Linked DNA regions of Mus musculus: region 2 is linked to region 1. A link is a contact called in public Hi-C data. All regions are on one chromosome and are shown on one strand. The core of a region is the stretch at or near the end of the contact, and the rest is flanking DNA. Distances in the headings are between cores, read along the strand shown.

Region 1 (2,700 bases), core at 46-2,545:
AAGCTTTAATAATTATGAAAAAGAAGCATTGCCTGAACATTTCTTTTACACAGAGTTTAAATACAAAATTAGTATTTTACTTTCTGTGATTTTCTAATTAAGGCCTATATAGAGTATCTTTCTTCCGTATTTCACTATTTGTGGAGCCCCAAAGCTTTAGCTTCGCTACTATGGAAGCTTTAATATCATTAAAATGAAAGGCACAACAAAATTCTGTCAAGAATATACAGTAAGAGGCTTCTTTGGTGTTAATTTATTTTGTTGTGTTTTCTTACATCACCATTCTATTATTTCCTTATTTAGAACATTAGTTACTAGAACATTTGCTTCTTGCTTGGTTTACTGTATAATGACACTTAGATTTTATAGTATGATGGCACCGTGTTTTTTTTTTTTCCTTCAGATCATATGGATCTTTAATGTTCCCAAACTTTCCAGTGTTCTCAGATGTGGCATAATTTGCTTCTCTTCCAACCTTTACCCTCCTTCAGAGGGCACCAGCTCATGCTACAATCTTCTCAAACTTTCTCTGGGCCTTTGCAAGAGATACATTTCTTAAGATATAATGGGTCAATTCCTTGCAGTTATAGTATATTAAAAAAGCCAATAAGCACAGAAGATGTGTTGTCATGGGGGCTACAATCTAACTGTGTTAGTGCCAAAAGAAAGGACTGCCTTTGAGAAAAGTCATGCACAAGCAGATGAAGCGTGACTAACTGCTTCACTCCAGAGGGATCCTTAAGTGTAAATATTGTGCCACTTTAAGTAAATACACAGGCTTGCTGTAAAAGCCCCCGCCCTAAAGTATGAAGTTGTTGCTAGAGTGTTTACAAGTAGCAATACTAGACATATTCACACATACACACACACACACACACACACACACACACACACACACACACACACACACACCAGAGGGGAGAGAGAGGGGGGGAGGGATAAAGAGACTTTATATAAAATCTACCGTACATGATGTAGGTTCTCCCCACCTTATTAATAGTATCTTGGGGATCTCTCTAGAGCTACAGACTTACTGTGAAAACACAGAGTGGCCCCAGAACACTGTAAAGTTGCTAGTTCTTCACTTTAAAATGTTTTTCTTATAAAAATGTTAGCATTGACCCTGAAGTTTCTGCAGCATTACGTCATCTGGCATATTACAAAAGGGAAGAGCCCGACTAAATGTGGAAAGCAGAGCAGATGCGAAGCATGCGCTGAGCTCCCATGTAGGGCAGCAACTTTGCTTTTGTCATTCCTCTTCCCCCAGGGAAGCAGTCTTCTTTTAATCCAGTTCAGACTGTTCTAAGGCAGCAACTATTTCTGAAAGTGTTGAACATGCAGAGCCAAACTTTCTAAGTATGGGGTACAGGAGGCAGGAAAAACATGATGTATTCTTAAAACCCAGGAAAAAGGAGGAGGCCATACTAGGTGATTGCACAGAGGCCTCCCAGGCCTCTGTTCCATGGTGCTCCCCACACACCTGGGGGAGTAGTGTGATGTGACTCTGTGCTTGCCAATGACATCACCACTTTCTCTACAGATCTTTACTTTTCTTATGTCTACCATGCTACTTTTATATGTTCTTCAAACTTGTTCTCAGACTTGTTCTTGCGTATGCTGTCCATGGTCAGAGCCCACAGCTGCCCTTTAAACTCATGGAACATCTCTGTGATCACTCAAAACTATCCCAGCTGATCATCTCTCCATCAAATTGCTGGTTCTTTGTTGTTCTTTACTTATATTGATTCCCATTAAAAATCAGGTTGAAGAGGTTTCCTTTAATGTAATCTGTTGGCCTTTAAGTGAAAGGAACTCTTGGAAACAGAACTTACTTGCAGGAGATGTGACAATTAATGTAGGCTCTTTTGCCCCTAAGTACAAAGATCTGAGGTATAAGAGAGTTGCATACATGAAATGAAGATTTTCAGAAACTCCTTCCTTGCCAATATAAATTTTGATGGTCTAATTCCTGCCCTCCTATTGAAAATTTTTTCCACATGCTTTCAGTGATATTTAATGGTGAGGATTAATGAAGAAGATGATGCATATCAGTTGGGAACCAATACTAGACTTGACCTATGAAATTAAAATGGAAACAAAGCAGAATCAATGAAGAGACAAGCAAGAATAAAGGTGGACCAAGTGCATCTTGCCTAAAGAGAAGGCTGGACCCACAGGTCAAGGTGGCATGAGAAGATAGCCGAAACATCTTTATATCTAATGTTGCTAACTAGCAAGGAGCAGAACACTGACTCGACCTGTCAGAGACTGCAGGATCAAGAGTTCTTTTTGGCTAGGAGCATGAAAATTGTAAGAGCATAAGAAGAAAGACCAGAAATTCAAAATAAACAGCTCAAAGAACAAGAGGGCTGAGGCTAAAAGGAATGTAAAACAAAGGTCAAAAGCCAGAACACAGCAACTTAGTAGAAAATACAGTCGAAAAAAATATATATGTCAATGGTCTCCCTCACAGGAAAGCTTTTATGTTCTTTGTATCAACGAATAGAAGGCGAGATTTAAGTGTAGAGATAATACACAGCTTGCAGGCAGCTAATGCTTCACTTGGAAACTGGGAACTCTACCTGACTGTGATGGGAACCATCCGAAATGAAGATAGGTTGGCAGTTCTGCTGAGAAAGCATGCAGTTATTAGGATATGGGGTGGTGGTAAAGAGATAACATTTCCGTGCTAGACATTGC
Region 2 (2,700 bases), core at 68-2,567, 3.1 Mb before region 1:
CATGTCACCTAAGTAAGGTTTGTAGACTTATTTAACAATAGTATTATGTACTATTTATTACTTATGTGTAGGCCACAAGAGTTCACGTGTCCCATGTATGTTCAGGTGTATGTAGATTCCCACAGAGACTACAGAAGTGGTTATCAATCTGTAGGTCAAAACCTCTTTGGAGGTCAACCAACCCTTTCACAGGAGAAACCTAAGACCATCAGAAAACCCAGATATTTACACCGTGATTCATAATAGTAGCAAAATTACAGTCAAGAAGTAGCAACAAAATAATTTTGTGGTTGGAGGTCAGCACAGCATGAGGGCTGTATTCAAGGGTCTCAGAATTAGGAAGGTTGAGAACCACTGGGCTAGAGGACCGCTGATTCCTAGAGTTACAGACTTGGTGAGCCACCTGATGTGGGTGCTAGAAACAAGACCTGGATCTGCTGCAAAATCAGTAATGATCATATTGACTAAGGTACGTCTCATTAATGATCTCTAATCCCTGAGAAACTTACTTCCAAGTGTCACTGGCAATGATGATGGGCAGAGGAAAAAAATAAGGTGGGTGATGGGACTAGCTTGGATTTGATATGGGCAGCCATGGTTCCTGCCACTGGAAAAGGGCCAACAGGGCATGGGCCTCCAGTGTCATTAGCTTTTGTGGGCACAGGGCATGTTTATATATTTACTGTCCATAGTTTTATGTTTCTCCTCCAAGGAATGTCTTTTCTATTAGCATTAATGATTACTTGATAATCAGAGACTGTACAAGTCTGGTAGGCAAAGGCATGGCTAATGTCTCAGTAAAAATGGTAAACACTAGGACATTCAGGTCAGCCCTTAAGGCTGTGGAAAAGAACTCTAAAAACATGAATTCAAAAATATATAACTTCTCAACTATGCAAAATATAAGGTTGAAATATGAATTACACGAGAGGCTTTGCAGATTTAAAGGAACAGAGGCAGCTACACTATGAGCCAGCTTGTCAGAAAGATACAAAGACAGCAATATACAAATACAGGCAGATTCCTCAGTTTAAGGTCAGCCTGGGTCAGAGTGAATTTAGGTCCAAGCATGGTTGGAAAGGTGATTCCAGGGCAGTGCCCCACCCAAGTATCACATTGTCTAAGCATGTGCTTTCTTTCTCCTCAGAATGAAGAGGCTGGGATCAGGGCATGCGGATGCATAGCACAATCAAAGGGGAAGCTGGAGCAAATGACTGGATTGATATTTAAAATACAAGACTGGGCTTATGATATGTAAGCGATGAGGCACCCAGAGACTTTTATTTTAGAATAGAAAGAAAGATCTGCTTGGAGACCTGCCACAAGCAGAACATAGAGAAAGCAGTCTGGAGATCTACAGAGAAAACAGAACACAAAGACAGTAGATAGAAAACTGTCTTGTGTAGAGCATAGGCCACTGGCTTATACCTACGATTTGACTTTGAGCCATTTCTTTTCACTGCTCCCAGGTAACCCCTTCTCCCAGAACCCCTCTCCAAGCTGAGACTGCCCCTTGGCAGGTGGAAATCAGTGCTTAATTAATCTCTGTGTGTTCTATAAGGCTTTCAAGATTCTTTTTTTTTCCAATTACAGTTTTTCTAATTATATCAGGAACGAAAAAAAAAAAAGTGAAATCAGGCAAACAACTACAAAATGAGCTATTTTGTGTTTATTTTTGTGGTTCAAGTTGACATTCTATGTCAACACTAAGAGATGCTGATGTCTGTCACTGCATCGTTGCTACAAAGCCATCCAAGGACTTCTTTTTGTTGTTGATGTTTATCTGGTTTTCTTCCGATAGCAAGAGCCAGCACTCAGAGACCTTGCATTTATCTGCTGAGCACATGGTCTGATGCTGAGCTTTCTTTCTATCCTCTTTTCATTATGTAGGATGGTTTGTCTTTACTTGAAGTGTGCCTGAGCATTAGAATTTATGAAATGACAAGCAATGCTGGAGGACTAGGTTAGTCTTTTTAGAAATATTGCCCCTCTCAGAACTAATAAGAAAGAAAAATAGAGGGCATGAGATCTCATTATAGATGGTTGTGAGACACCATGCGGTTGCTGGGATTTGAACTCAGGACCTTCAGAAGAGCAGTCGGTGCTTTTAACCACTGAGCCATCTCTCCAGCCTAAGAAAGAAAAATAGAATGATAGAACATGATTAAAATCATCCCTGGCCACTCAGTTTCAGTGTATGTTTCATATATGTGCTTTTAAAGAGTTACATAGACCACAGCGAGTCCTCCCAGTAATATAGTGATAGAACATGACGATTGGATTCTGTGGGAAAGAAGTACCCTGAACTAGAGAATTGCTCCTTTCAGACTCATATGTAGGCACCTCTGTGAAACATTTCCTTGAAGAGGATTGGTGTGGGATAGCAAGCCCACTGTGGGCAGCATCAACCCCAGGCAGGAGGGCCTTCAAAAAACAGCAAAGGAGGCTGAGCAAGCCATTAAAATAAATTTAGTAAGCAATACTCTTTCTTTTTTAAATAGTGCTTGTGTGTTTTTAACGTATTCACCTTACATCTTGTCACTGCCCCACTTCTGGTCACCTTCTCCCACAATTCTCTCCCCAGCCCACCCCACCTTTCTGCTCAGAGCAGGTGAAAGCCACCTGGGTATATCCCCCTGCCCAACTTTGGCATTTCATGTCTTTGTAGGGTTAGACTCTACCTCTCCCACTGAGGCCAGA

The links. Hi-C and Micro-C count contacts between places; a contact is called where the count stands out from the background.
Region 2: a Hi-C map of cortical neurons shows a contact between it and region 1, with 5 times the contacts expected there. The contact joins two enhancer-like sites. A contact is called at or near these places in 1 of 39 promoter capture datasets (hippocampal neurons), 36 of 484 Hi-C or Micro-C datasets (the HPC-7 cell line, adipose-derived mesenchymal stem cells, cardiomyocytes and 18 more) and 3 of 115 datasets of contacts at active chromatin or transcription factors (PVALB interneurons, astrocytes and stem cell-derived neural progenitor cells).

What each region holds. Positions count from the first base shown.
Region 1 is chr4:77,646,261-77,648,960 of GRCm38.p6, reverse strand. The region is part of intron 2 of Ptprd (protein tyrosine phosphatase, receptor type, D); the gene reads left to right. Among named protein-coding and RNA genes, the nearest start is that of Gm38646, 340 kb to the right of the region's middle. Within about 2 kb of position 1,295, at least 9 of the 459 cell types and tissues checked have an H3K27ac peak or open chromatin away from gene starts, as enhancers often do. A contact at or near this core is called in cortical neurons, where this site is marked.
Region 2 is chr4:80,762,843-80,765,542 of GRCm38.p6, reverse strand. No RefSeq gene overlaps it. Among named protein-coding and RNA genes, the nearest start is that of Gm42304, 24 kb to the right of the region's middle. Within about 2 kb of position 1,317, at least 7 of the 459 cell types and tissues checked have an H3K27ac peak or open chromatin away from gene starts, as enhancers often do. A contact at or near this core is called in cortical neurons, where this site is marked.